Linked DNA regions of Mus musculus: regions 1, 2 and 3 are each linked to region 4. The links are chromatin contacts, called in public Hi-C, HiChIP or PLAC-seq and Micro-C maps. All regions are on one chromosome and are shown on one strand. The core of a region is the stretch at or near the end of the contact, and the rest is flanking DNA. Distances in the headings are between cores, read along the strand shown. Region 1 has its middle 71 kb from the start of Gm31752. Region 2 overlaps Gm31752 (predicted gene, 31752). Region 3 holds the start of Gnai1 (guanine nucleotide binding protein (G protein), alpha inhibiting 1). Region 4 holds the start of Magi2 (membrane associated guanylate kinase, WW and PDZ domain containing 2).

What was found. Hi-C and Micro-C count contacts between places; a contact is called where the count stands out from the background. HiChIP or PLAC-seq counts read pairs in DNA pulled down with a chosen protein or histone mark.
Region 1: an H3K27ac HiChIP or PLAC-seq map of embryonic stem cells shows a contact between it and region 4, with 5 times the contacts expected there. The contact joins the enhancer-like site here to the promoter of Magi2 in region 4. A contact is called at or near these places in 1 of 39 promoter capture datasets (cranial neural crest), 1 of 484 Hi-C or Micro-C datasets (embryonic stem cells), 6 of 115 datasets of contacts at active chromatin or transcription factors (astrocytes, embryonic stem cells and forebrain) and 1 of 9 other capture datasets (embryonic stem cells).
Region 2: a contact with region 4 is called in a Hi-C map of cortical neurons, with 3 times the contacts expected there. The contact joins the enhancer-like site here to the promoter of Magi2 in region 4. A contact is called at or near these places in 3 of 484 Hi-C or Micro-C datasets (cortical neurons and embryonic stem cells), 10 of 115 datasets of contacts at active chromatin or transcription factors (embryonic forebrain, embryonic hindbrain, embryonic stem cells and 3 more) and 1 of 9 other capture datasets (embryonic stem cells).
Region 3: a contact with region 4 is called in a Micro-C map of embryonic stem cells, with 4 times the contacts expected there. The contact joins the promoter of Gnai1 here to the promoter of Magi2 in region 4. A contact is called at or near these places in 5 of 484 Hi-C or Micro-C datasets (Sertoli cells, cerebellum, cerebral cortex and 1 more) and 7 of 115 datasets of contacts at active chromatin or transcription factors (astrocytes, embryonic stem cells and stem cell-derived neural progenitor cells).

What each region holds. Positions count from the first base shown.
Region 1 is chr5:18,563,448-18,568,344 of GRCm38.p6, reverse strand. No RefSeq gene overlaps it. Among named protein-coding and RNA genes, the nearest start is that of Gm31752, 71 kb to the right of the region's middle. Within about 2 kb of position 2,649, at least 13 of the 459 cell types and tissues checked have an H3K27ac peak or open chromatin away from gene starts, as enhancers often do. A contact at or near this core is called in embryonic stem cells, where this site is marked.
Region 2 is chr5:18,482,840-18,488,329 of GRCm38.p6, reverse strand. It overlaps Gm31752 (predicted gene, 31752), which reads left to right. Exons shown (of 7, transcript NR_166583.1): 4 at 644-723; 5 at 3,367-3,463; 6 at 4,660-4,710. Among named protein-coding and RNA genes, the nearest start is that of Gm31752, 9.7 kb to the left of the region's middle. Within about 2 kb of position 4,004, at least 6 of the 459 cell types and tissues checked have an H3K27ac peak or open chromatin away from gene starts, as enhancers often do. A contact at or near this core is called in cortical neurons, where this site is marked.
Region 3 is chr5:18,356,923-18,362,328 of GRCm38.p6, reverse strand. Gnai1 (guanine nucleotide binding protein (G protein), alpha inhibiting 1) reads left to right here and starts at 1,916. Exons shown (of 8, transcript NM_010305.1): 1 at 1,916-2,277. The coding sequence starts at 2,160.
Region 4 is chr5:19,225,634-19,230,637 of GRCm38.p6, reverse strand. Magi2 (membrane associated guanylate kinase, WW and PDZ domain containing 2) reads right to left here and starts at 3,592. Exons shown (of 23, transcript NM_001170746.1): 1 at 3,049-3,592. The coding sequence starts at 3,349. 4921504A21Rik (RIKEN cDNA 4921504A21 gene) reads left to right here and starts at 4,083. Exons shown (of 3, transcript NR_102342.1): 1 at 4,083-4,497.

The sequences.
Region 1 (4,897 bases), core at 1,400-3,899, 660 kb after region 4:
TGTTTCTTTGAAACAAGAGCTCTAATATTATGTGATGGTATGGAAAACCACTCTGTGGCTTTCTTTCTAAAAATCCATACAACCAGTTTACTCATGTGAAAACAATCCAAGCTTGGAAATTCTGTGGTATATTTTGTTTCTAAGTTAGAATATTGAACATTTTTTTAATCTAGTAATTTAGCTTGCAAATGCTACTTTTGAGGGTCAAAGGTCTTATGCAGCCCAATATGATTTGTGTGGTTGACACTGGTGTTGAATTCCTGAACTACTGACCTTTCTGTCTCCACCTACCTGAATGAAGACATTATGGTCATGCACCACAAAACCTAGAGGTAATTTTCTCTTGCAAGATATCAGGGAGTTTTCTGTTTATGTATTAAATGAATTTTCAGGAAGTGGATATTGTATACAGGATCTTCTATTGTGTTGTATGATAAAGATACATTTAAGTCATCTTCTGAGGCTATGGAACCACAGGAAATAGTTTGGAAAAGCTTCTGAGATTCCATGTAAAGCTCCATTTTGTGTTATTTCTAAGAAACTCAGGAATTGGCTTTAAAAAAATGGTCAAGAGAATAATTGGCCATTCTTAGTTTTGAGAAATTGGTTTATTTTTGTTCTAGATGATTTGAAACAAGGTCTTGCTGGGTAGATGAGTCTAGCCTCAGGCTTGTCTTGAACTCTTAACCTTCTTCTCTTGATCTTTCCATTTTTTGTATCACAGTGGTATGCTACACGCACAGGTAGTAAACCAGTTTTGAAAAGCAAGGTTGATGACACTGAACCCACCTGTCATACTGAAGACCACACTTTTAAAGACTGCCTTTTAAAAAGGCAGAGGTTTGGGGGAGTCAGGGAGATAGGGAGTTTTTGGAGCAGAAACCGGGAAAAGGGATAACATTTGAAATGTAAATAAGTATCTAATTTAAAAAAAGAAATGTTATCAAAACACATCGATGAGGGGAAACTTGGACTGCAACATTTAATGTTGACACATACAGTTAAATAATAAAAATGTAAACAACCCAAAAAAAAAAAAAAAAAAAGCAGAGGTTTGAGGAGGAAAAAAATGAGGATAGAAAAAGAGAATGAGAAATTAAGATGATTTTTTTCTTTTTTTCCACCAGTAATTTAGAGATTTATTTACATTAAAACCCAGTTTCAAGGATGAAATGAGTGGACAGCACAGTAAAGTAATGTAGAGACAAAAATTCTTGATAGAGAAAAAATAGACATGCTAAGAATCCAGTGAGGTTGGATTTCCCTTTAGAAATTTGAATTTTATAATTTTGGAGGCAATTCAAACAGGTTGTGAAAAGACTACTACCAAACTCTGAATATTTTCTGGGTAAGATTAAAAGCCAATAAATATTTTCTTTTTCTGCCAGACAGTAACATCTTTGGTCATTCCATTTAAAAGTACATCTCAGTTTAGTGAAAGTGCCAGAGGTATCCAGAATAGAGAGTGAATTGCCAGGTAAGAAATGATGCCATTATACTGACCAAGGTTTGAAAGACTCTCAACTACTAAATGGAATAAGAATATTAATCCAGCAACATGGCTGTTCTGATCACATCCAAAGACCTTCTTGGTCTGTGTGATTTGACTGGGATACAGGTATATTTTTAGTACACACCTTTAACCCTTTTGGCTGAAATCCTATAGTACACTGTTTTAATCCCAAACAATAACATCTAATTGAGGAAAAGATGAAGTGATGAATGAAAAAATATTTGACAGAGATATTATATGCCCAATTCCCATGAGAACAGCACTGGAAAGAGAAGCTATTTAAGAGCAATGCAGGGAGAGAGTCAGTGAGGTGGGAGTCAGTGTAGCAAGTACATGGCAATGGAATTGGGTTCTTCTGTGAATTCAAGCAGTTCAATGCAGGTACTCAAAAGCAGTTAAAACCAGAGAACTATGAGTCAGAATATTAGAACAAAGTACCAGAGGCAGTTTTTGCCAAGCAAAGCAATTCAATTTAGACAGAAGCCAGTTTGAATCAGGCAGCACTGAGAGGAGTTTGAGCCAAAACAACTGATTTGAATCAGCCAGCCAAAGTTCAGAAAGAGCTAGAAAAGGTGAGCTTATTCAGTAGTAAGTCTCTAAGATGACAGTTACATCAGGCAAATAGAAGTTACTTCTACAATTAAAGTTGTCTCAGAGATGGAAGATCAAAGCATTAAAAAATATATGGAGGTGGACTATACTGATTTGACCAATGGTTGATTGAAAGAGTAAGAAGAAGGGAAAAAATCAAAGATGCCTCTATATGTCTAACATAGGCTACTGAATAAATCCATGGTGATGTTAGTTAACAAAAATACCAAAATGTTGGAAACCAACCAGCAGCTCACAAGAAACGGGGTTTCACCTGGGAGGCAAACCAGGCCTGAAAAGAGAGGAGAATTAGGTGGGCGAGAAAAATGGAGCCAAGACCAGGTTCCTAACCAAGGCTCAAATGTTTAATGGAGAATGCACTTATAAAGGAGGTGGGGGGAGAGGCCCGTTCCCACCAATTCATTCTTGGAGCTTGGAACCAGCTTCAGGTGATGACATGCAGGATAGGATGTAGTCTCTGGAATAGCTCGGCAGCTTCCCCAAAGGTAGCAGTATCTTGAAGAGGAACAGAGACAGTGGCTGAACAATAGAGTGAACTAGGGAGGAAGGCTCTACCCTAGGTAATCTCCTGAGTGGTAGCAAGATCAAGGTCTAGCTCAGCCTGCTTCAGGCTTGGGAGAGGTTACAATTTCCTCCCTGTTATTAATATTTAAAAAAAAAAAGCTGGACTGAGGCATAAAATTTATTTATGCTCTATAGTTCTGCCTGATTTCTTTGGGCCTAGTGAAGAAACCTGTCTCAGTGGGATTCCCTAACTTTTCTCATGGTAAACCCACCTATTCACTAGGCCATTGTGTTTGGGTTAGACTGATTACTACCTCAAGTAAACTCTCTGCAGACTAGCCCTGAGCCATTCCTGCTTGGTCCTTTGTAATGCTAATTAGTTACTGAATAGGTAACTTCCTTACTGAATTCCTACTGAATTCCAAGTTTGTCAGCTTAAAGGTCTTTCTGGGACTTTGGAACATTGGCGAAGGCTTAGCTATGTCAGAATTCAATCTTAAAAGGCACTTATAATAAGATAATACTAAAAGAGAGCACGTGGATCCATACACCAGACTAACTCGGGGATAGGGTATGAGAATGAGAATGCCAAAGTTCCAGGAAATTCTTTGCCTCATGAGTGCTCTGATGCCTCTCAGCCTACCAAGCAAACTTCATTGGAGTGTGCATAGCATTCTTCCCCTTTCTGTTTATATTTCTGCCAAAGTTCCGGAAAGTCCTGCCATAGCTACAGATCTCAGGAGTGCTCTAAAAATGAGTGGAAACACAACGATTTACTAATAAAATAGTGTCAATAATAATAGCAAATAGGAATATATATTGAACCCAATCCAGGGGATTCAATGCACTTAGGTTATTTTTTAAATCTCTGGCCAATTCATCAATGTTCCAAGTGTCCAAGTGACTTTTGCTAATATCTGAAATTTCTGCCTTTCTAGCCTTAATATATGCTATGTCCTGCCCTATTGTTAAGACTACTACTTCTAAGACATTAACCTTTTCTTCCAATTTTTTACATGACTCTGTGGTGTATTATTAATAAACCACAGCCTCTTGGCATGTACCTCTGTCTAGATTGATATGATTCTGAGATCTGGGTGCCCATCTTAGACTGTCCAGCCCTCATAGCAAACCTTATTTCTGAATCAGGCCAAAATCCACAATATGTACTTAGAATGCTTCCTCAATGGAAATTAATAACTGCCACCTGTGCTGTTGGAGGCAACAATAGGAATGCTTCTTTGGGGAAGTCCAGGTACTCCATTCAATTGCAAATTAGCAATGATCAAGCTGAGATTTAGAGTTCCCAGTGTGGGGGAGGTGGCATTGAGAATCACAGAAAGGCTGTAACTTTCTGGGAGTGGAGTCTGTGCTCCAAATTAACTTTGCTAGGTAATTAAGATTTTATCTATCTTTCCTAAGAATCTCTAATACTGGAATTATTACTAGACCAGTCCAAGATTGAGTGGTCACAATGAGGGAAGGAGAAAAATCACTATAACTCTTTCTTGTGACTAATCTTTCTAAATCAGATTACACGGTCTCTAGTGTTCTATGTCCCATAGGTTAAAAAAGCTTGAAGCAAGGCAAGGCACCTTAGCTTGTCCAAACTGGGAAAATGGCAAACAAAGATGGGACAAAAACATATACCCAATTCAGCTTTCTTCTCACTACAGTCAGGGCACTCAGTGAACTCACCTGTCAGCTTGTCACACAAATTAGCCATTTTGCTTCTGCAGCATTCTATGAAGAAAACTTATGCTTTTCCCTTTCCTAATAAGGTAGTTGTTCAGGATCAAGCCATATGCCAATAAGTAGATCCTTTTCATCTCACCTAGACATGATTATGTCCTGTTTTTAAGATACTATAAGGCATTTATTAAGTTCTTTGCCATCCAAATTTCAAAATTCTTAAAATAAAAATATGATTAAAATAATGTGCTTGATTATTCAACATTTTAAAATACCATTTACAGCACACAATTTAATTATCTCTGTTGAAGCAGGGGGAAGCTCAAAAGAATAAACGTGTGATCCAATTCACATATACTTTTCTCCCATAAAAGCGGTGTTTTTAGACACAGTAAATGGGATGCATGCAGGCATGAATTTGTAGAAGATACAGAAGCATGCATAAGAACAATTTTTTTAACTTATCTTTGGGATAGTGATTGTCAATTTTATTTAAAATGATGGTATGCAATAGATTGAATATTAATATTCTGTAATAACCAATGTAATTGCTGTTTTGAACAAGGAACAGAAACT
Region 2 (5,490 bases), core at 2,755-5,254, 740 kb after region 4:
CTGTATCTACTCAGCTGCTCTGCCTCAAACTCCTCTCTAAGTTGACTGATTCAAACTGGCTTCTGGATTGCTCTCCTTGGCAAAACTGGCTCTGGCAATTTGTTCTAATCTTCTAGCTCCTTCTCTACCTTCAACTGCTTCTACAGTCCTGCACTAAATTGCATGAATACATGAAAGAATTCATTGTACTGCACTCATTTCACTGACTCCCAACTCACTGACTCTCTTTCTTTCTCTCTGTGCTGCTCTTAAATAGCTTTTCTTTCTTGCCCATTCTCCTGAGAGTTAGGTGTATCCTATCTCTGATCCATTCTGTCAATGTCAGGAGCCATCTAGAATAGGTTAAGTCTAGTCGATGGTTTTCTTGGAGGTGGTCCACCATTTTTTGCATGGTCTGTGATGGGCGAGATCTTTGAGGCAAGGTCCTAAAAAGACTTCATCTCAGTATTGTTTCTTCCAGCTGAAATGCCTTTCTTGTCCTTATAGAATTAATATATAATCTCTAGGCATTAGCCCACCCTATTGGGCAGATTTCTGCAGATCAACAAAGATGTACTATCTTGTAGTGATGCTATATAGATATCCTTAATTCTTAATAATGATCCTGTATGAATTCCTAAAATTACACTATTAATTTTTAAAGCCTTCTTTGATATGAAAACTGCAATGAGAACTCTGCCAGTCTTCATGTGTCAAGAGATAATTGCTTGAGACAGAAAGCAGGTATTTACAACTTAGAACACATTCCAAGAGGTTGTAAAATAATTATACAAAGGTTGTAAAAGGGAATTAAAGATTTATTGTAGGAGCAAGGACAGAAGATAAAATATTAACTGGGTTTATCTATTCAAAACTGCAGTGATTGCTGGGTTTTATAAAAAGATAAAGAGAAAATGAATATATTTGATGGAGGTGTGGTGGGGAGGGGTTTCCTCTGCAGACCCATGCTGAGGCATCCTTTCCCACTGAGGGACCAGCCACAGGATGGTATAGTATAGAATAGAGTTCAGGGTATAGGGTAGTAGAGACAGAGAAAGGCAAAGAAAAAAGGAGAGAAACAGAGAGAGACACAGACAGAGAGTAGAGGAGTAGAGGCTGGTCATGAGCACGTGGAGAGAGAGCAGGGAGGGTAATGAGGAGAAAGGGGGAAGGGATGAGAGGAAAGAGCAGGAGCAAGAAGGCAAGAGCACAAGAGAGAGGGAAGGGGGAAAGCAGCTCCTTTTATAGTGAGACAGGCACACCTGGATGTTACCAGATGACTGTGGGGCATAGCCTAGACAAAATGCTAACAATGATAACTCAGTCACAAGAATTATGATTTTTAACCCCTATGAACCTGTGGAGCTAGTGACAGATAATGTCTAGCTAGATAACCATTCCTAATGGGAACACATGTATACATCTCTGTTATAAATTTGTTTGAACTTTTAGTGAACTTGTGTATTAAAAAGAAAGAGGGGGAAATGTTTAAAAAACCATGTGATCTATTCCCATAGAAAAGGTGCAAAAAGTAGAACCAAATTACATTACATGGAATTACATCAAAGCAGAATAAGAGAGCAAGATTAGGAGGAGGCAGAAGGACAGCAGAATAGAGTAATTTAGAAATAAAAAGGAAACTTAGAAATTAAGAGAGCAAGTTATAAATTTAGAGAATATATAATCTGTTAGAGTTTTTCCCTTTTATTTTTTCTTAAAAATAAAGAATAGAATCTATTTTAAAGTGTCTTTCTCTCTTTTCCCCCCTCTTCCTGAGGGTGACTCTTCCTAACGGACAAAGCATATGCCAGCAAGATTTTGCTGAAAGGACCCTGATATAGTTGTCTCTTGTGAGGCTATGCCAGTGCCTGGCAAATACAGAAGTGGATACTCACAGTCATCTATAGGATGGAACACAGGGCCCCCAATGGAAGAGCTAGAAAAAGTGTCAAGGAGCTGAAGGGGTCTGCAACCTTATAGGCGGCACAACAATATGAACTAATCAGTACCCCAGAGCTCATGTCTCTAGCTGCTTATGTATCAGAAGATGGCCTAGTTGGTCATCATTGGGAAGAGAGGCCTTTTAAGTCGTGCAAACTTTATATGCCCCAGTACAGGGGAACGTCAAGACCAAGAGTGGGTGGATAGGGGAGCAGGGGAGTTTCGGAATACCATTTGAAATGTAAATGAAGAAAATATTTAATAAAAAATTGAAAAAGAGAGAGAAAAAATTGGGGGGAAAAGGCAAGTAAACTCAACCTTAGGGCCAGGTGTGCAGAAGACCTGTGGGAAAAAAGGACAAAGGACCTCTTTACTTAATACCCCCCGCCCCCTGCTGTTAAGTGACTGGTGTTAATTCAAGCAGAGGCCTGCCGCTTCTGGCTTCAGAGTAACTTAAAATCATGATAGGTAAACGTTATTATTATAATAAAGCAAACCTAATCACTGGCAAGACACAGATGCTCTTTCCCCTTGGCTACCTTCAAGAGAGAACAAGAACTCTGGAACTGACTTCTGAGACATCAAATTTCTCTCTGATTCATCACTTTGCCCGTCAATTAGACATCACTTTTGAACTTGCCTTCTTCTTTCTACAAATAAATTTTACCTTAAATGTGTGTATTAAGGGCATGTCTGTTTGTATTCCAGCCACAGGAATTGAAGGTGTATCATTCCAGCTAGATCACAAAGACCTAGAACATCTTTAGATGTGATCAGTTGCAAGAACAACCATGTTGTTAGATTAAAATTCTATGGGTGGTCACATAAAAATTTCAACTAATTTTCATTTTGTGTTAGGTTTTGACTCTAAGTGGTGCCATTCATGATTAATGTGGCAATTGTCAAAATTTCCAATAGAATCTATAGCTGTAAAACAAATGGTATGCTGAAATGAAAGTATTATCTTACTGCAAGAAATAAGTTGTCCTAAGAAGAAAGCAATCTTTTTTTAAAGATAAAAGAAAGCATCAGTTAATGAATGAAGCAAGACAAGACACATATATCAGGGCTGATTGGCTAGACTTATTATCTTTTCTCAATTGCCATGAAAGTACACAGTCCTTAGGTTAGTCTATAATGACTCTTCTGCCTTTTCTCCAGAATTTTAGTTGTTTATTTTATGAGAACTTAGTCCTAGCCCCCATATTTCAACTCTACATACTTAGTGTGCTCTTCTGCTCTAGGCACTAATGATGTTTGTATGTTTACAGTCTGTAAATTTTGTCTCCTGCTCTGGCCTTTATATTCTGTTTTCATAGTTGTTCTCAACATACCTTCCATCTCTCTAGGCTCTCCTCTCTACCATTCTCTTCCTTAGATATTCTATCTTGTCTGACAGGATTCTGAACCTAGTTTTCAATTACTAGTTGTCTGTTCTCTTTACAGAGCCATAGCTGCTTGTACTGAACAATTTCACTGGAGCCCATTTTCTCAGAGTCGTCTCCCTGCATTCTCTAAAGTCTCTTCCCAAAGAAATACAAAAGTAGGTTTTTAGAATCATTCTGTTTCTTCAACTACATTATTCACATGACTTATAGCAATAAGAGCAGTGTGGGCTAGTTCTCTGTGTCTTAGTGTAGAACTCAATTTTTTATTGATAATAAACATGATATTAAATGCTTGTCCACCTTTATGCCATGCAGGGCATGAATTGGTTGAAGAATTCTCTAGTGAGAATTTATTTCCTTAGGGAATTTTGGACTATCTACAATCTTTTCACTGACTCATACACTGACAGCCTTGATATTTTTAGACAGTGGCTAGAAATGCAGACTTGCAAGCCCCATCTTTGGAGCCATGATTTGCATTTCATCTAGAGGTTGCATAAGTACATAGAATTTTAAGCTCTTATCCACTATATCTTTATATTTATGCAATTAACAATTAAAACATTATTCTTTTTAAGATAGTACATATTATAGGGATTCCCACAAGCTGAACAAGAGTGTTGGTATCTGTTCCATCATCCTCCCACAGATAATCCATCTAAGAAAATTTTCAGGCCAAGTCTAGTCACCTCATGATCTTAGCAAGCTAAAAAACAAACCATCCAAAACCTTCAACATAAAGTCAACAGAGGAAGCTGATGACAAACAGTCTCTCAGCTTTAAGTTCAGCTGCAAACCCATTTTAGAAAATGATGTGTAACAAAAGCAACTGGTTTGTAGCTTGTCATGACGTACAAATAACTGTGAAGCAGGCAATTCTGAAAAACATTTTCCTTTAATGACTGGGGTGCTGTGTGCAACTGTAGTTACTGAGAGTAATTTCTAGTTATATTTCGGATCCTCTGGTAAATTCCCAAAGAGAAGTGTAATTTACCATATGGTCTGCTGGTACACTGGCAGTCACAAGCCATCTTCAGGTACAGTTAATCTGCAGACAGATGTTCTGTTTGTCCAGACATGCTGGAAAAACCAGTGATTAGCTACATTGAAGAAATGAGTTAAATTTATTAGCCACTACAAATTCTACTGTAGATAATTTCCTGTGGTTCAAGTGAATATTTATCCCAACATGTATCCAGAAAACTGATTTTAAGTGCAAACTCCTATTGAAATGTATACCAATGACTAGCAATGAAATGCCACTAAAAGCAGGACTTTATGGGGTTTGTTGTCTGAGATTTGAGCCTTTTTTCCCCAGTGTTATTCATGCTGTTTTTGTTAAATTTTACAGAATATTTTGTTAATGTCACCAAGAAAGTCATCAATTCTTCCCTCTAAGCTGGTGAGTCGGATAGTGCAGCAGATGCACACTCTTAACCCTTCAGAAACTGTGGCAGGATTCCTGTTTCATCTGTCATGATCTATACGCAGGAATGTTCATCACTGTCACACTGTACAGAATAGGTGACAATGACTGTGCTCAGAATGCCCCTCCCAGACTGAGGGGCACACAATAGATGTGGTCATTTACTGAAAACAGCAATGTTTGAATGTGGAGAGGGTTTCCACTCCACCGTCACCCAGAAGTTCTGTGTGATGATGCTCTTTGGCTTCTACTGTCTTTCTCTTTCCGCAAACAAGCAATACAGATGGGTCAATAGAGTCTGAGTCTGTTCTTTTAGACTAGGCATACCTCCTAAGTCTATCTTGTTTCTCTAGAAATCACCTAAGCATTTGCTCACAATTCTACTATACGCTAAAATTGTATACAAGAAAAATGGATAATTTGGGGGATGTTTGAGTAATTTTCAATCCTCAAGCACCTAAATTTTGTTCCATATTGCATACATGTTGCTATGATAATATAATACAACTCAGAGCTTCTTGCAAAACATCCCCAGTAATGGAAGTAATTTTCAGAAATTTGGTATATATCTCATTTGTACAAAATAATGGGAATTGTTTCAAAGGATACTAAGACAATTTCCTTTCAGTATGTCTTGTCTATGCTTACTCATAGAGACAAGCAACATACAACTTGCCCACTGTCTCGGTGGAACCATGCAATGAGGTTTTTGGTTTTCATTTTTTTTGTTTTCCGTTCTTATGGCTTGGAGCCACA
Region 3 (5,406 bases), core at 667-3,166, 870 kb after region 4:
ATATTCATATGAAACAAAATATTCCCTAGTCTGGACTGAATGCTTATGTCTCCTCAGTACCCTTCGGCTGAAGCCCTAACACCCTGGTCTGGAAGGCAGAGCCCTTGGGAAGTACATAGAGATGGAATCCTGAACGTGGCGGGCCAATATCAGTATGAGAAGAAAGAATTCTCTTCTCTCATCCCTGGTCCTCTTTCCTCAAGAAAACCCTCACTGGAGAGAGAGCTGGATCCATTGGCCCTTTAATCTTAGATTTCCAGACTTGAGAAATAAATGCCTGCTGTTGAAGTCATGTGATCACCATACTTTGCTATGGCAACCAGTTCAGGGCTCCAGTGCTCAGTTCCCTGCCCACCAGCTTCCCTGGAGAGTTCTTCCAACATCCTCTCAGAAGTGAGGATTATTTCCTCATGTCCTTGACGAGCTTTTCAAAGGGAAGGGGCAATTCATATAAGTCTTTGACAATTCCTATACAAGGTGTGCAGCTTCACCATGCCTCAGTCCTGTTTCCCTTTTGGCTGGCCCCACACTTATCTGGCCTGAACCGTGGAGGAAGGACAGTCAACTGATGGCTGCAAATGGCCCAGTCACATTAGATTTCATTAATTCTGGAATTCTTGATGAACTTTTGGAGTGTCAGGAAACACAAAGGAGGTAGAAGGTGACCGAGTACCCTAAAAGTGTGCGGGTTTTGTTCTATTTTGAAAGAATCCAACAAAAAGCGGAGGGAGTTCTTAAGATTGCTTATCTTGTGCCCCGCAGGTGTGACTCTAACAAAACGGAAACCTATAAGCTCTGCTTGCTCTGAGGGACCCAACCTGAAGCTAAATATTCAAATGGGAGCCAGAGACTAATTGCCTAATTTTTATCTCGTCGAGGAATGTATTTTCTTTGCTAGTGGCTTCATCATCTAATTCATCAACATTTCTCCTATAATCAGCAGTGCAACTGACAGGAGAGTCCAACCTTCCACCTATGCTCCTCCCCTCACGCTGGATGAAAAGCCATCTAGTCCTTGGCCTGCCCCTGGAAAGATGGACTGTAGTGTAGATCAACAGCTCATTTAAAAGCAAGGAAGCTAAGGCCTACAAAAAGAAATGCCATGCCTACTGGCACAGGAGTTACAACAGAGCCATAAACCATGGGTAGGCAGCTTGGCAAGACACTTACAAGTGCCCTAAAGGCGATCCATTACCACAGAGGCCGCAGACTTGTTTGTGTGTTTTACTGCTCACGCCATTTTAAAACAATTCTTTGATTCTTTGTCAAACGTTTCTGTCGGATTAGGAAGAAATTCCTTAGAAATGTGTTCCCTTATGAAAAGGGAGGTGAGCATAGATCAAAGGGAGAGCCAGAGGAAAAGAGAAAAGGCAAGGGAGGAAGTGAGCATTGGCAACCCCAAGACCCCAATTCCCGCTTGGTTGCTCCCCACTTCGGGTTTCGCAGGGCTCCATTTCTCGCTCATTTCGCTCTATTTCCCACGGTTCTTTACCTAAGCCTACACATTTTGTAAACCCTTGGGTGGCTGCAGGCTCCGGGCATGCTCAAATGCCCTGGACTGCCTTTCCTCACCCCTTGCTCGCAACTTTGGCAAGCGTCCCACTCGCGCTCTTAAGGGGCAGGTACCCACGGATCCCCCGCAGTGGTCTCCAAAGCGTGGGAGGGGGTTAGTGAGCTCCCAGGCGGAGCTGGAGAAGTCAGCGGCCGCACGGGGCACCTCGTGGGGGGACCTGCAGGAAAAGCTGGGCTCGGCGATCACGCGGGCGCGCGGCGGTCGGAGGGGGCGCTGTCCGACGGCACGTGCGCGGGCGGGCGTGAGCGCGCGCTGGGAGTGGTCGCGGGGCGGGCAGGGGCGGGGCCGCGGCGGCGCGCGGACGCCGAGCTCGCTCGGGCTGTGCGCGGCTGCGGCTCGGCCACGGGCAGCTGCGGTGGCGGCGGCGGCGGCGGCGGCGGCAGAGCCTAGCGGTCGCAGGGATTCGCGGGCGCGGATCGCGGAGTGTCGCCGGCAGGGACGGCCGCCCGAGGCGGCAGCGTGCGGACTAGCAGACCTCGCCTCCAGCTTGCGGGAGCTGAGGACGTAGCGGGGCCGCCTCCGGGCCAGCCTCTCCTCGCTCTGCCAGCCGGCCCCGGCGCCGAGGGCGCGGCGACGCTCGGCCACCATGGGCTGCACATTGAGCGCTGAGGACAAGGCGGCCGTGGAGCGCAGCAAGATGATCGACCGCAACCTCCGGGAGGACGGCGAGAAGGCGGCGCGGGAGGTCAAGCTGCTGCTGCTGGGTGAGCGCGGCCGTGGGGACGGGGCCCGGGCCGGGGGACAGCGGTGAGCGAGCGCGGCATCCCAGTCCCTCAACAGCGCAGGCGGCTTCTTGGCCGCGGCGGTGACTGTCGCGCGACCTCACTGGCAGCCCAGAGTGTGGCGGGGCGGCGGGACGCGTGGGAATCCGATCTTTGAAGTTGAGCTTTGCCCTCCCTAGATGAGGGACAATTCGGGACCACAAAGCCAAGCACCCCCTCTCCACGGAAACCCGGTGGTGAGAGGTGTCGTGCCGCGTTGCGCTTTGCCCACGCCTGGAAAGTGCCACGTTGGGTGGCCTCGGGGCTCTCTTTGTGGGTCCTCTTCCTCTGCGGGGTCTCAGTGATCTTCCTGTCAACTTCATATGGCGACTCAGTGAGTGGAAAAGAGCGCTGAGATTTTCCCTGCGTAAGGACTTGAGCTGCTCTGGAAGCTGGATTTTGCCTGGGTGGGGGATGGAAACCACCAAAGTTGGCTTACGTTTGCTCTCATAGTAGGAAGGGAAAGAGGCTTCGCGGGTGAAAACAGCCCTGACAGGTGCGAAAGGCTCCTCGACCACAGGGTCGTTCCTCCACTGCGGTGTTCGCTCCAGTGAGGTTTGACAGCTGCACACCATGCTTTCTTTCTTCATTCTTAACACTGTTTTGCTAATAGGCGACGTGAAGGTCTTTCTTCCAGTTTTTTTGAACGGAGGAAAAAAAAAAAAGAGTAGATCCGGATTTTGATTGAGCGATATAAGGAAAATATTCACAGGTTATGGTTTTTTTAGATCTGTGAGTCAGGGTTTTTCCTTTTGTTTGTTTTTCTCCCACACTGTAGGTATTTAGGCAGATGATAGATTTCTTAGAATCTTCGTTTGCACTTCCAGCGATTTGCTTGTGTTCTTCTCACAGTTGTGATAAAAGAGAAACATCGCTGCACAGATCTGCTTTTTAGTAAGCTCCCGTTTCATTGGTTTAACGACTGCAGAAAGATGGTGGTTATTTCCTTCTTTCTCCATTACTAGTAGGCTTAGAAGAAGCAAACTTGGCATGACTAAAAGTAATAATGATCTGAGTCATTTTGCAAGCAAACTGTGAAATAACTTTGCATTTTAAAGACCTGGGTGGTGTTTTTCACCCATCACAGCCTCCCCATAAATCTTTCTCTGTAAATAGGATTGACTGAGTTTTTATATTAAAAAGATACTGTCTTTCCATGAGATCGGCGTGTTTTTAGAATATTAGCCACAGAACCATGTAACTTACAATAAACATAAAATAAAGGGATTAGACAGTTCTTTCTCTGTGGCTTCAGAGCACCTGCTTGGAAGGTCTCCTTGGTTGTAATACTGTTCTCAGTTGGAGCTACCATCCACCACATTTAAAGCAGTTGTAAAATGAGCCCTCCCAGTGATAGTGGCAGCTTATCTTTTAATTAGACACCTATGAAAGATTTGAAAAATGGAATTTTTGCAAGCTTCAGAATGCAAGGTATCTCTTTTTATCACTGTTGACGATTTGAAGTTGATAATTCTTTGTTGTTCTCTGTGTGTGTGGAGGTATCCTGTGTGCTGTTGGATGTTTAGCAATGAAGTTGACCTCCACCCATTAGATGCTAATTGCTGCTCACCCTTTCTAATCTCCTAAAATGTTGCCAAACGCCCCCTGGAGGCAGAAATGTAACCTCTGCGGAGAACCACTGTTTTAGATTAATAATTAAATATAGTTGAGTGTGTAACATGCAGCTGAAGTTGATCTCTCTTACCATCTGTGGGGAGTTAATGAGAGATGTACCAGAGTCCTGATTTTCAGAAGAAATTATACAGTTCTTATTCCTCCAAACCAGTGCATGAGAAGGATTCTAAAGTTATAAACAAGCAAACAAAGAAACAGTGAAGGAATTCCTTTAAGTGTTGTTTCTAGCTTTGAGGTTTTGCTTTCATCTACAACTGTATTTTCTGTCGAGAATTCCAGCCCACCCCTGTCTTCCTGTGCACCACTTCATCCGACACCCTAGTTCCCATTTAAGAGAAAAAAAAAATCCTTGTGTACTTATTTCGCAAATCTTAATTCTTGTAATAGTTGAAAATTTTTTCCCCAAGTCAGACTTAGCAGTGAACTATGACCTTTAGTCCAAATTTGGATGTTTAAGGCTGTGTGCAAGTAACTCTATGGTGTCATCCACCTAACTCATGGTAGCTGGTCAACTGAGATGTAAAGTGGTATCTAAGTAACCCAGCAATACCACCTGGACTCCTAGGAGGGTGTCTTCATCTTCATCTTCATCTGTTTAGTTTTGCTTCTCAATAATTTACTTAAAGATACAGCATAAAAACATTTAAAACAGTCTATTTAGAACATTGCATTTTTTGCATGAAATAATGCATTGTTTTAAATATCTGAAGTGAGAGACTCTTGCATAAGATTTGCAAATAATTAGTAACTATTTGGGTGCTGGGTGTGTAGTATTTACTATTTGAATCATAGGTGTTTCCCTGTTCCCTAAGTCCAGAGATTCAAGCCTGCACCAATAGAGAGGACCAAATCTTGTCTTCTGACCTGAAGGGGATCAGGCTGCACTTTTGGTCACTTAAGTATTTCAGTTTAGTTTCCAGCTTTCAGTATATGAATCAGTTAAGATGCTTACATGATCCATGCAGATATTTAGCACTCTTTCCACTGTGTATGGATAACTGTTCCAGAGGAAAATACCTTTTACTATTACATCTTTGAGAATTCATGATTCTAAGGTCAGTAGAATTACAATTAGGACATTGTTCAGTTAGACTATGTTGGACTCCTGTCATTTATTAAATTGCATTTGGTGATGATTTTTTAAGATAAAAGGTACTAGCTTTAAAAAAAAAAAAGTACAGTTCTCAAGAATTCGCTGCTCAGTTGCAATCTCATTGCAAAGGTTTGAGCTGTATTTTCTTTTATTATAGCAGACGGTACTCTATACTCACTTCCGCACACAAGCAAATCACCCCCAGAAGCCGACTTCCCTCCTTAGCATAGCATACTGTTATAGTTATAGGCTTGGGGTGGGGGTGGGGAGTCGGGTGGGGACTTTTAAGTTTTCTGCTGACGGGCATTTTCTGTTGCCCTTCAATCAGCAGTCCTTCCACTGCC
Region 4 (5,004 bases), core at 2,343-4,842:
AGTAAGTAAAAGTTGGGTAAATATGGCAATTTATTTGGGGTATATTTTGCTAGTGCTTTCTATTATACATATCTCCCATTTCTAACAAATCTCCCCAAGTTCTTTTTTTTTTTTTTGCTATAACTATACATGTAGTTTCTGCATAATGTCCAATATTTAACTAAACCTTTAAAATCAATCTCATTAATATTTTTAAAAATCCACCTCACTAGCAAGCCATGTATGAGTTCTCTGGCTATGCTATGTTTTTCTATTTTTTTTTTCTTGATTCCCCCCAGAAATAGAACTACTAAGCCTAAAGCTCAACCCAATTTTCAAACAAGTACAAACCCTACTGAAACCCAACAATCACAAGCTCTATATTTAATGTCTGCCAATTTTCACTTACTCATAATTATAAATAAATAAATAAATCTAATCACCACTGATAAAAGATCAATTTTATAAGAGAATATATAGGAATCACTACATTTAAATAAACATATACGATTATAGATTTTAAAAAGCTAAAATAGATTAATTAATTAATCTATTTATATCTATTTTAATTCTGTAGATGAATGTCTATATTTGGATACCTGGAGACTGACAGACTAAGGGTTAACATATACTGTGAAAAGATTTTCACCTAAATATTTCAGTCCATAATAATAAGTGTCCTGAATCTGAACAGCTTTATTCTTCCAAACAAAATACAAGCAAGAAGCTGATTGATCAGGATGAATTTTAGCTAAAATCAAGGCTGGGCAGGGATCACCCTCTGTAGATCTTTCTGCTTCTTTGTCAAGGTCCAGTAGGGAAACCTCATCTTACAACATCACTCCCAGCTCTGTTCTGCTAGAAATTATGCTTCCCCAAGGGAAAGACTTCCCAAATTTGCCCTAGCTTTATTATGAGCATTATCACAGAATAGGCCAGAAAATCCCATTTCTTATCTCAGATTCTCAATTTGCACAACTTTTATGCCTTCAGTTTTCCAATGTCTCTCTGGATTTCTTTTAGTAAATTGCTAATACTAGATAATATTTTCTTTTAATTATTTATTTTATTAATACTCATAAACACTTATTGTTTACGAGTATTAAAGTTTGCCAACATCTACCTCAACATGTAGGCATCAGAATAAAATGATCAGCGGGAACCACAGTAGAATATAATCACTGTGGAAATGTATTAACGTGGGCTTGTGAGGCTGATCTCAGGAAAAGTGTCTCAGCAAGCCTAATTTCCCTCTCTCACCCACAGAGCAGTAGGGGAGAAATGATTTTCAAGGGCTGTTTTCTGATTTCCATATCACACAGTGGGCATATCCATTCACCCATCCATAAACCATCAACCCCTAAACAAACAGATATTTTAAAAGCATTAACTTTTGCAGTTGTTTTCCTTTGCAAACACCAATATTTTTTACCACCAAATAACGGTATTGGTCAATTGTAGTAAACTGAACCCTAGCCTTGAACTTCACATTTGTTATCTATTGCTATTATGTAGTATCGTAACCTAAAATGTAGCAACACAATTTTCTGAATTTGAGTTCAAAGTATGTCACTTTGGAAAATGCTAGGATAGTAAACCCTCTTCTTCAGGGTCATATAATACTGCATGTCTATATTAGATCATCTAAAATGACATACGATGGATACTCAATAAATCCCACTGAAGATGTTTTCTTCCTTGACAGCTTAGCTTTAGAGAAGTTTATGAACCTTTATTCTCTCTTGTTTACTTCGGAACTTTTCTTTTTACATGTTAATTTTATTCTGAAAAAAACAACTGCTCTATATAGTATTTCTTCATAATGGATCACAGCATGAAGAGCAATTCTGATACAGTAATACTCAGAATTTCAACACTGGCGCAAGACAAATAACAATAGATAACAAACTGTCATACCATGCTGGTATGTTTGAGACAGATCTGTCCTGTCCACCTGTGCCACCCAAGAAACTGCATTACCACCAGAGGAAAACAAAGGCACGCTACATTTGTACAATAAAGTCTTTTCTAATGAAAGTTTTCTCTCAGGACCACAATTTTATTTCAAGCAAAGACATTTTTTCAGCAAGATTCCAATCTCTCTAAATTAACTTCACAGCCTAGAAGAGACTTGACAGAAGCCAAGTTAGAACACAGGGAGCCTGGGCTGTTGACCAGCTTGCATCTCCATCCACCTCTATGCCACAAACACGCCCCCATGTCTGGAGCTAGAGGAGAGTCCAACCACAGAGAAATCCTAGTCAATAAGAAAATTCCAGTCAATGAAGAATACTTAGGGGAACCCTTGTAATGCCGCAGTCTGCCTCCCCTTCCACATTAGAAAGCTCTCCCAGCTCCCCGCTTCTTAATCTCTGCCCCTCCTCCTGCCTGCTGGCCAGGGGCGATCTCTAGGGTTAGTCAGTCTGCACGTGACTCACGGTGCCCACATGACATGACCATGGGCGGGGGAGAAAGACCGAGGAGTGAAGCAGGGAAAAAGTTACTGAACACTACCGGTCAAAGCGTCCAAACCAATTTGTCCCTTTCCTTCCTCTCCCGTCAGTGATCCCTAGGGAACCGCTACGGACCAAGGTGTCTCCAGACTAGTTTTGGATATCCTGCAAGGGGTCTCCACTTGCCCCAATATTCAGAGCTTCTCCCATTCTCTCTAGCGACAGCTCTGCACCTCAAGTTGCTCCATCTTCCTTTCTTCCTCCTCCCTTGCTTTCCTCCTTCCCCGAAAGCTCTGTGTCCACTGTGGACATGCCATTGGCGCACATTCTATTTGGCCTAAAGCTCAGAGGAGGTCAGACAAGGCCAAGCATCTTCCAAAGGGGAGGGTCCAACTGGGCAAACTAAGTTGCCTGCTACAGTACCACCTGGCTTAGCCGGCCAGCCAGCCCCCCAGTCCCGGTCCCCCTAATGCTCCGAACACAGTTACCGTGCTCTCTGGACCCCACCCCGCGGTGGCGCAGCATACACCCATCCAACACCCGCGCCCACCCTGTTAATGCCATCCCCACGCCGGGGTCCCACCGCCAGGCAGAGCACCGAACAAGCTGCGCTCACCTTGCTTGACACACTTGAGCCGGAGGGGGTCCTTGCAGTGTTTGATCACGGCCAGAACGTCCCTGATGGTGAGCCCCGCCACGGGGGTCTCGTTCACCTCCAGCAGCAGCTCCTCGGACACCAACTTGCTGCCGCTTTCATAGGCCACCTTGCCCGGCTTCACCTCCCCCAGGTAGGGGAACTGTCCGTTTTCCGCGCCCCCCTTCAGTTCAAAGCCCAGCTGGCCCTCCGGGTTCCTGCCAATGACACTCTCGTGGACTTTGCTAGTCCAGTGGCTTTTCTTTTTCAAGCTTTTGGACATGGCAGTAGGGTGAGTCGCCTCAGTTCCAGAGGGTCCTTTGGGAAGGAGGGTCTGGGAGTCAAAATCGGGATGGAGGAGCAAGGGGGCCAAGGGAAGAGGGTGGCAGACTTTGCCTTTCTCTCCCTCTGCTCCGCGCTTTCCCTCTTCTTTGGATGGAGTGTGGCGGAGGAAGGGGGAGGATGAGAGGGACGGCTGGGCAGAGGTAGGAGAGCTTGGGTGAGGTTGTGCTGTCCCTTGAATGACACTCAAGGCTTTGGCCCCGCAGCGGAGGAAGCTGTGGTGGCGTTGGCGGCGTTAGCGGCGGTGGCGGCGGCCGAGCCAGCGCGAGCAGTGGCCGAGCTGGTGAGCGGGTGGCGTGGGGGTGGGGAGGAGGGTAGGGATGCCGGGGGCCACTCCTGCGTGCTGCGAGTGGGGAGCGCGCGCGCGCTCGCCGGCCTCTGTGTTGTTAGCCGATATCCATGGCAGCTGCAGTGGCAGCGGTAGGGAGCGCGTGTGTGTGCGCGTGTGCGCGTGTGTGCCTGTGTACTAGTTGTACTGTACTGGCAGGATGCAAGCGGGCGGCGGGGAGGGGGGAGCGTTGGGGGATGCGAGCCGAGGGAGGAGGCGCGCGCACCGAGTGGAGCGCCAGGGAGGGCTTCGCCGCCGTCTCCCTCCCTCCGCGGCTTGACCCGGTAGTGAAGGCGCTGGGAGAGGCAGGCCCCGGGCCGCCCTGCAGCCTGCGGGAGGAGGCGGGAGCCGGGAAGGAGGGGAGCGGAGGCCCGACATGGGCAGGCCGGTGAAGAGAGCCGGGATCCCTGGGTGGACCTGTCTTCAGCTTCCCTGTGAGCCGGGCTGCTAGCCTGCAGGACGCCCCGACTTGCCCACACCCCAACACTGGACAAAGCAGAAATCCGGGGAACCCGATGCCGAGCCTGGTGGCCCATCTACAGCACAGTCTTCTGGGGCTCCATCCTGCCACAAGGAAGCTGGAGTTCGGGGTCCCAGCATGGAACTGCAGAGGGCCTGGCAGGCGGAGCCCGTGGAGAGACTTCACTATTGGCTCGCTCCACTTTTTACAGTCTTTCATTCCTCGCAAAGTTCTCAGAAGTGCCCCTCCGATAGAGGAAAGTTAGAGGAAGGAGTCTGGTCGTCCTGGATGCAAGAATAAGGTGAAATAACATCTGCAGAGCAGGGCCATGTGTCCTCTTGGAAGAAACTGAAGAGGATTGAGTGGAGACAGGATAGAGGAGGGCACCTGCCCTAGTTGAAGAGTGGAGAGGGGCGGTGGGGTAGGTGTTAGGGAGATAAATGGAGTAAGAGCCTAGACATATAAATGGTGAGTGTAACCTGGACAGGAGTCAAGTTTTAGGTTAATCAGACAAACAAGTCTGCTACAGGAAAGAAAAGAAGGCTCTTGGTGGAGCGCTGTACCCCCATCTAGCTCCTTCCCCTTCTCCAAATTTAGAGCCAGGTGGAAAGCTAAGCAGGACACAGGGGGCTGAGGGCTGCTGACTTCTCCAGTCAAACCCTGAGTGGTGCTTTTTGAGTTTCCGTAGCTTACATTCCATTTGCTTAACTTTGAAATAATATGTTTCAGGCAAAAAGAAAAAAAAAAAAAGGAACCACTCACCCACTCATCTTTGTAAATCAGAGTATGGGAAGGAATTATCAGCAGT